Linked DNA regions of Mus musculus: region 1 is linked to region 2. A link is a contact called in public Hi-C data. All regions are on one chromosome and are shown on one strand. Each heading gives the region's core, a stretch centred on a gene start, on an enhancer-like site or on the middle of the called end of the contact. The rest is flanking DNA. Distances are from core to core; before and after follow the strand shown.

Region 1 (2,700 bases), core at 48-2,547, 640 kb after region 2:
GGATTGGCAGAACCACTGAGACACATTTATCAGGATAGTTGGTTAGAAAATGCTTATATGTATGTATGTATGTATGTACATATGTATGCTTATGCATGTATGCACGTATGACATTTTTAAAAAGTGCAAAGTATTACACCCAGGAGCTCAAGGTGTGAGGTGTATCCATACTACCAATGACAGAGGAAATCACTCCCAGGTATGTAAACCTGGGGCAAATGGTACGAGCATGGTGAACCAAATAGAGAGAATCATGGAACTTGTCTAATGTGTGATTCTGATGACAGAAGGGCCCTGGCATTTCACTGTAAGCGTTACCAGACTGTTTTCTTTTACACGGCTATCAAGGACGGAGCCCAGAAAGAGACGAACACTGGAAGAGGATGGCAGAAACAGGGTTGTCATTAAAATGAAGATTCATCTACATAGAAGAAAAGTGACTCTGGCAAAAATCCAACAGCAGAGTTCTTTACTGGAATCCAGGGGAAAACTTGTTTGGAATATAAAGGTGTCAAACAGATTAGTAATCCCCATTGTGTGGAGTTTTTACTGTCCTGGGACGATTTACAGAGACTATTTAGCTGAGAGTTGTCAAGTATTTGCTTTCTCATCAGCCTGATGTTTGATCTGGAATCCTTCTAGAACTAATAGTAAAAGGGAAACATTTCAGAAATTTAGGAAGTTTTAGTTGGCACTCGGGTTTTACTCCTAGCCTACTCTATGTGAGGGTAACCTTCATCTTAGGAGCTATGGGACTGCTGCTCTTTATTTGACAGTCAACAAGAAACATGGTCTTGGACCTATTTGGCTGCTCTCCTGGGTAGCAGTTTGGCAGCCCTAGGGAGATGAATTTCTTAAGCCTGGGACCCGCCCAGAGCTGAAAAGCAGCACCACCCTGGCAGCCTCTACTCTGTTGCTATGAAACAAAGACTAGGAAGGTGAGTGAGGCAGGAAGTCCCGCCTTTTAGCCCCAGTTGGCTTAGACTCCCGCTCGGGGCGCTCACGCCCACCTGCGCACCCCTCATTGGTTAGCTCCCCGGCGCCTTGCTGCTACTTTTTCAGTTCCTTTCCTCGTTCCACTTTTGTTCCAGGCTAGCCTAGGTCCATTTCCCAACGAGTTCTTCTCCAAGTGGGACGCAGTGGAGTGGGCCTTCCTCTGGGGCCATTGTGTACCGTGGAGGACGTGGACTGGGGGGTAGCGCGGGAGGAGCGTCTCGTCCCGCCCATTGGCTCCGCCCGCTGTCTGGCAGAAAGCAGCCTCTCAGGATTGGTTCGAAGACTCAAGGCTCCGCCTTAGCTCCGCCCCACGCCTTGGTCTCCGGGGATGGCTCAGGGGTGGGGTGGCCAGTGAGTGGTCTCCTCCTCCGGCGGGCGCTGCGGCGGCCTCCCGAGTGTGGCGCGGGACTGCCGGGCGGGCGTGGAGCTTTTTGCACGGTAATTGCCGCGTCCCCGCGTCTCGGTGTTCCTAGATCTCGGTGGCTCCTTCCCCGGAGCGCTCTCCTAGGGCGATTCCACAGAGTCCCCACCCGAGCCACCCCAGCCAGGGCAGCGTGTGTGTGTGGAGTGGGACCCGCGATCACGCGTGGCTCGGGACGGCCGCGGTGACCCGAGTAGAGGAAGGAATGGGTCATCCCGGGGTTGGACGTCTCTTGCTGGCTCGGGGGCCCTGCAGCTGGGCGCGGGCCATCAGGGAGAGGGGACAGCCCTAGCTTCCAGCTGCTGTCGCCGCTGCGGGCCTGAGCCAAGTGGGGATTTAAACAGCAGTCCCTGGCTGGCCCGGGGCCCGGGAGGGAGCGGACTCTGGCTGATCGCCGCCGGTGGGAGGTGCGTGCTACTGGCGCTAGATCGGGCAGGCTGTGGGATTGGGAAGCCAGGACGGGGTCTAGGGCTACTTTATCTTTGCTGAGTTCCTCGTCTCTTTCCCAGACCCCTGAGTGGCGGGCTAGAGGCCCGAGCCTGGAAAGGGTACAGACGTTCTGAAACAAAGCTTTGGACCACTTGATACCGGGTAGGCAGAAGAGGGACCACCGGAGAAGTGAACTCCGCGGTGCGTGCCCGCCCTTGCCGGGTTCTCACCGCTTTTTAAGAAGGGGTTGCTTGTTGGTTTGTTTATTTGGCTCTAGGGAAAAACTACTCACCTCACTGCTTTAAAGAACTATTTGTGTGTCCGCAGCTGCTGGCTTTTGCGGGGGGGGGGGGTGTTGGGGGAATGGAGAGGGGACGCGCGCGCGCGGGGCGCGCGGGGGGGGTATCCAAGTCCTCCGCCTTTGTTGACAAGAGACGTGTCCCTTTTGCGTGTGTGGAGTACTTTGCATTTATGTAATAACTTGGCGAAATCAAACAGCGTGAAGGAGGCTACTGAAGTGAGGCTCCCAACGTGAATTTTAGGAGTTGCAGCTCTAGTATTTCGAATCTGGATTACAGCAGAAGGGGGGGGGGGGACGACATTGTGTTCTTACCTGTTAAAAGTTGTTTTGTTGATGATGTTGAGCTGTAGCTTCATAGAACACGGGCAGAGGATGCATCTTTAACTTTTAGTATTGTAAGAGCAAATCTTGTGTCATGGCTCCTAACTTGGAGGATGCCCTTACTCAGGGTTACTAAAAAGTTGAATCTGGGACCCTGGGCTTTGTCACAGAGACAGCGGAGAATATCATTAATGGGTACAAGTGAGCCTGTTCAGTTCAGGTTCCTGTTGGG
Region 2 (2,711 bases), core at 175-2,674:
CTCTCTAATGCAAAATTTATGCTGAAAAATTTAGATTTATGAGCAGTTTGTCATTCCATAACTCTGTTAAATTTTGTAAGACTCAACAAATTTGAATTTACAGAGCTGTTAGATAATATTGAGCATGTTTTGGCTTCAAAATGCTTATAAATGTCAACTAGTCAAAGCTGCCAAGATATACCTATGAGGCAGAGGGATGATAGGTGGATCTTTTATGCCATTTCCTTACTGGTAATTTGTAAGATTACTGGTGGATTTTAATAAACACATACACACACACACATACACACACACACACACACATACACACCAACACACACACACACACACACACATGCAGAGAGAGAAACACAGAGAGACAGAGACAAACAGAAATAGAGAGACAGACTCACATTCTCTCAAACACAGAGAAATAGAAGTACAAAGTCTCTCTCTCTCTCTCTCTCTCTCTCTCTCTCTCTCTCTCTATCTCTCTCCTTTCTCTCTCCTCTCTCTCTCTCTCTGTCTCTCTTTCACTTTAAACACAGAAGTCAATGATTGAAGATCTTTGGAAAACTATCCATGAGCAGTTACTTGAATGTGTGCATTGTTTTCTTGAATAGACTGTAACTTTCATCTTTCATCTGAGTGAGAGCCATTGTTTATTCTTATCTTTCCTCCTGCATAGGACCTAACCTAATACTGTCATTTATTTAATTATATTTTCTCCAAAACTTGACAAGTATTTCAAGGTTGATGGCAATCTCGTTTAAACTCTCTGGACGCACGCTGAAATGAGCTGGCAGTAATCATGTTAACAGAAGAATAGGCATATGGATTTATTCATCTGCATCAGTACAAGAGTCATACAAAATATAAAACCCAAAGAAGGATCAGATGATTAAAACTAAAATACTATTCATTGTGGAGAGGACAGAAACGTCTTTGAACCATTTAATAGGGATAGTGAATGATTTGGGGGAAATTGAATGGGCTCAATGAAAAGAGAGCTTATCTCTTATTGTCTTTGGAAGCTGAAGAACAGACAATAAATTATGTGTGACAGCGTTAGTCCTAGTGACATTTCTGTCTTCCTTTCTGCAACATGAGTTTAATGGCCCCTTGTTAATGAAACTCAGGAAATATGTCCAAGACTGTTGTGTTTCTCTTGGGAGGGATTTTTCCAGTCATATTAGGGAACCTTAAAAAGATCCCTCCTTGTGTTTAGTACATGGCTAGATCTGAATCTGAAGTGGTTTTTCCAGCTCTGCGTATCAAAGCAGGGTTTTCTGAAGTATAATATGTGATTGTCTACCCTTTTGTAGGGATTGCATTACATGTCTAGTAATTCATTAATGAACGTTTAAACAGGTTTGTTTGTTTGTTTGTTTTGTTTTTTTAGTATAAATTGTAAGGTTTGAAGAAGGGGTTAGATTTCTCATTCAGAGGTGTGTGAGATGCGGTCCACAGGCTGTAGGAAAGGCATGGTAAGGAATATCATCAAGTAATATATTATACAGAAGGGTGGGGACAATGAAGCATACACTCTATGCTTAGAAGTTGCTAAGAAGGACAATTTTAAATAAATGTATGGGGTACCATGTATGTTAATTAGCTTGATGTTGATCTCTATAAAATATACATTAAAATACCAATTTTATTTGCCAATTAAAAACAAAAAAGTAGCTAGAAGAGTAATGTGAGTTAAATGTAAAAGTTGAAAGTTACTAGTTTGAGGGAACTGTGGACTGTGATTCCTCACCCTATTGACTATATTGGAAATACGTGAACAATATAACAGCTGCACCTTTATGTTTGTTCTTCCTTAACTTGTGACATCCAGTGTAACAGATGATTTTTGTCGCTGAAAGTTGCCAAAAGCCCCTGCCGTTTCTATTTTGAACATATTAAGCTGTGGGTTTTTACAGTCATTGATAACAGTGTAAAAAACCCTATTTCCTTGGTATGCTATTTTAAAACTATTGTATTTTTCCCTAAATATTCTCGCATAATTTCAAGAAGCTTAGCTACCATGGAAACAAGTGTATTCTAAAGGTTTGCCCAGGGGTATTACCTACCATCCAGGAACTGAATGTAGTTGATGCATTCCTATCTTGCTTCATTTAATTAAATTAAAAACTATCTGAATAGGCAAAGATAGCTCATTTTATTCAGCAAGAATTTCCAATAAAGGCTATTAAATTCTTCACATTTCCCAACCACAGGGGCTTGAACAACTATTCAGATCTTGAGTGTAATCATGTCCATATGTTTTTCAGTATGTGTTTTTAAAGGTGTTGTTTCTTTTCTCCAAAAGCAGAAATATGAGTAAAATCATGTTATCAAATGCCCTCATTGATTATTAGTCTTTAAATTATTGATCTACCACATCAAGAAGAGTGGTTATCATCAGAACACAATGGTGGAAGAGATCTGTGCTTTGAGTGTTCCCTTTGCTATGTGTAAGAATCTGCCTCACTCATTGTCCAAATATATTTCCAAGAGTTTTGTCCCATTTTGAATGTATTTAACTATGTATAGAGAAAGTTTTGCAAAACAGTAGTGTGGACCACTACTGACTGAATATTCACATCATATGTTGTTTTTCACTATTTGTGGAGTGACTTACAAGCAACATTGCTTGTGTAAGACACGGAAGCCAAAACAGTAACAAAAGCCAAGTGGAAATGCTCTAGAAACTATTTTTGTTTTGATTGCTCATAGATTTGAAC

Evidence for each region. Hi-C and Micro-C count contacts between places; a contact is called where the count stands out from the background.
Region 1: a contact with region 2 is called in a Hi-C map of the N1E-115 cell line, with 3 times the contacts expected there. The contact joins the promoter of Cblb here to the enhancer-like site in region 2. A contact is called at or near these places in 3 of 39 promoter capture datasets (cranial neural crest, frontonasal cranial neural crest and hippocampal neurons), 1 of 484 Hi-C or Micro-C datasets (the N1E-115 cell line) and 2 of 115 datasets of contacts at active chromatin or transcription factors (bone marrow-derived macrophages and large pre-B cells).

What each region holds. Positions count from the first base shown.
Region 1 is chr16:52,030,252-52,032,951 of GRCm38.p6, forward strand. Cblb (Casitas B-lineage lymphoma b) reads left to right here and starts at 1,298. Exons shown (of 18, transcript NM_001033238.1): 1 at 1,298-1,434.
Region 2 is chr16:51,385,622-51,388,332 of GRCm38.p6, forward strand. No RefSeq gene overlaps it. Among named protein-coding and RNA genes, the nearest start is that of Gm32431, 340 kb to the left of the region's middle. Within about 2 kb of position 1,425, at least 2 of the 459 cell types and tissues checked have an H3K27ac peak or open chromatin away from gene starts, as enhancers often do. A contact at or near this core is called in the N1E-115 cell line, where this site is marked.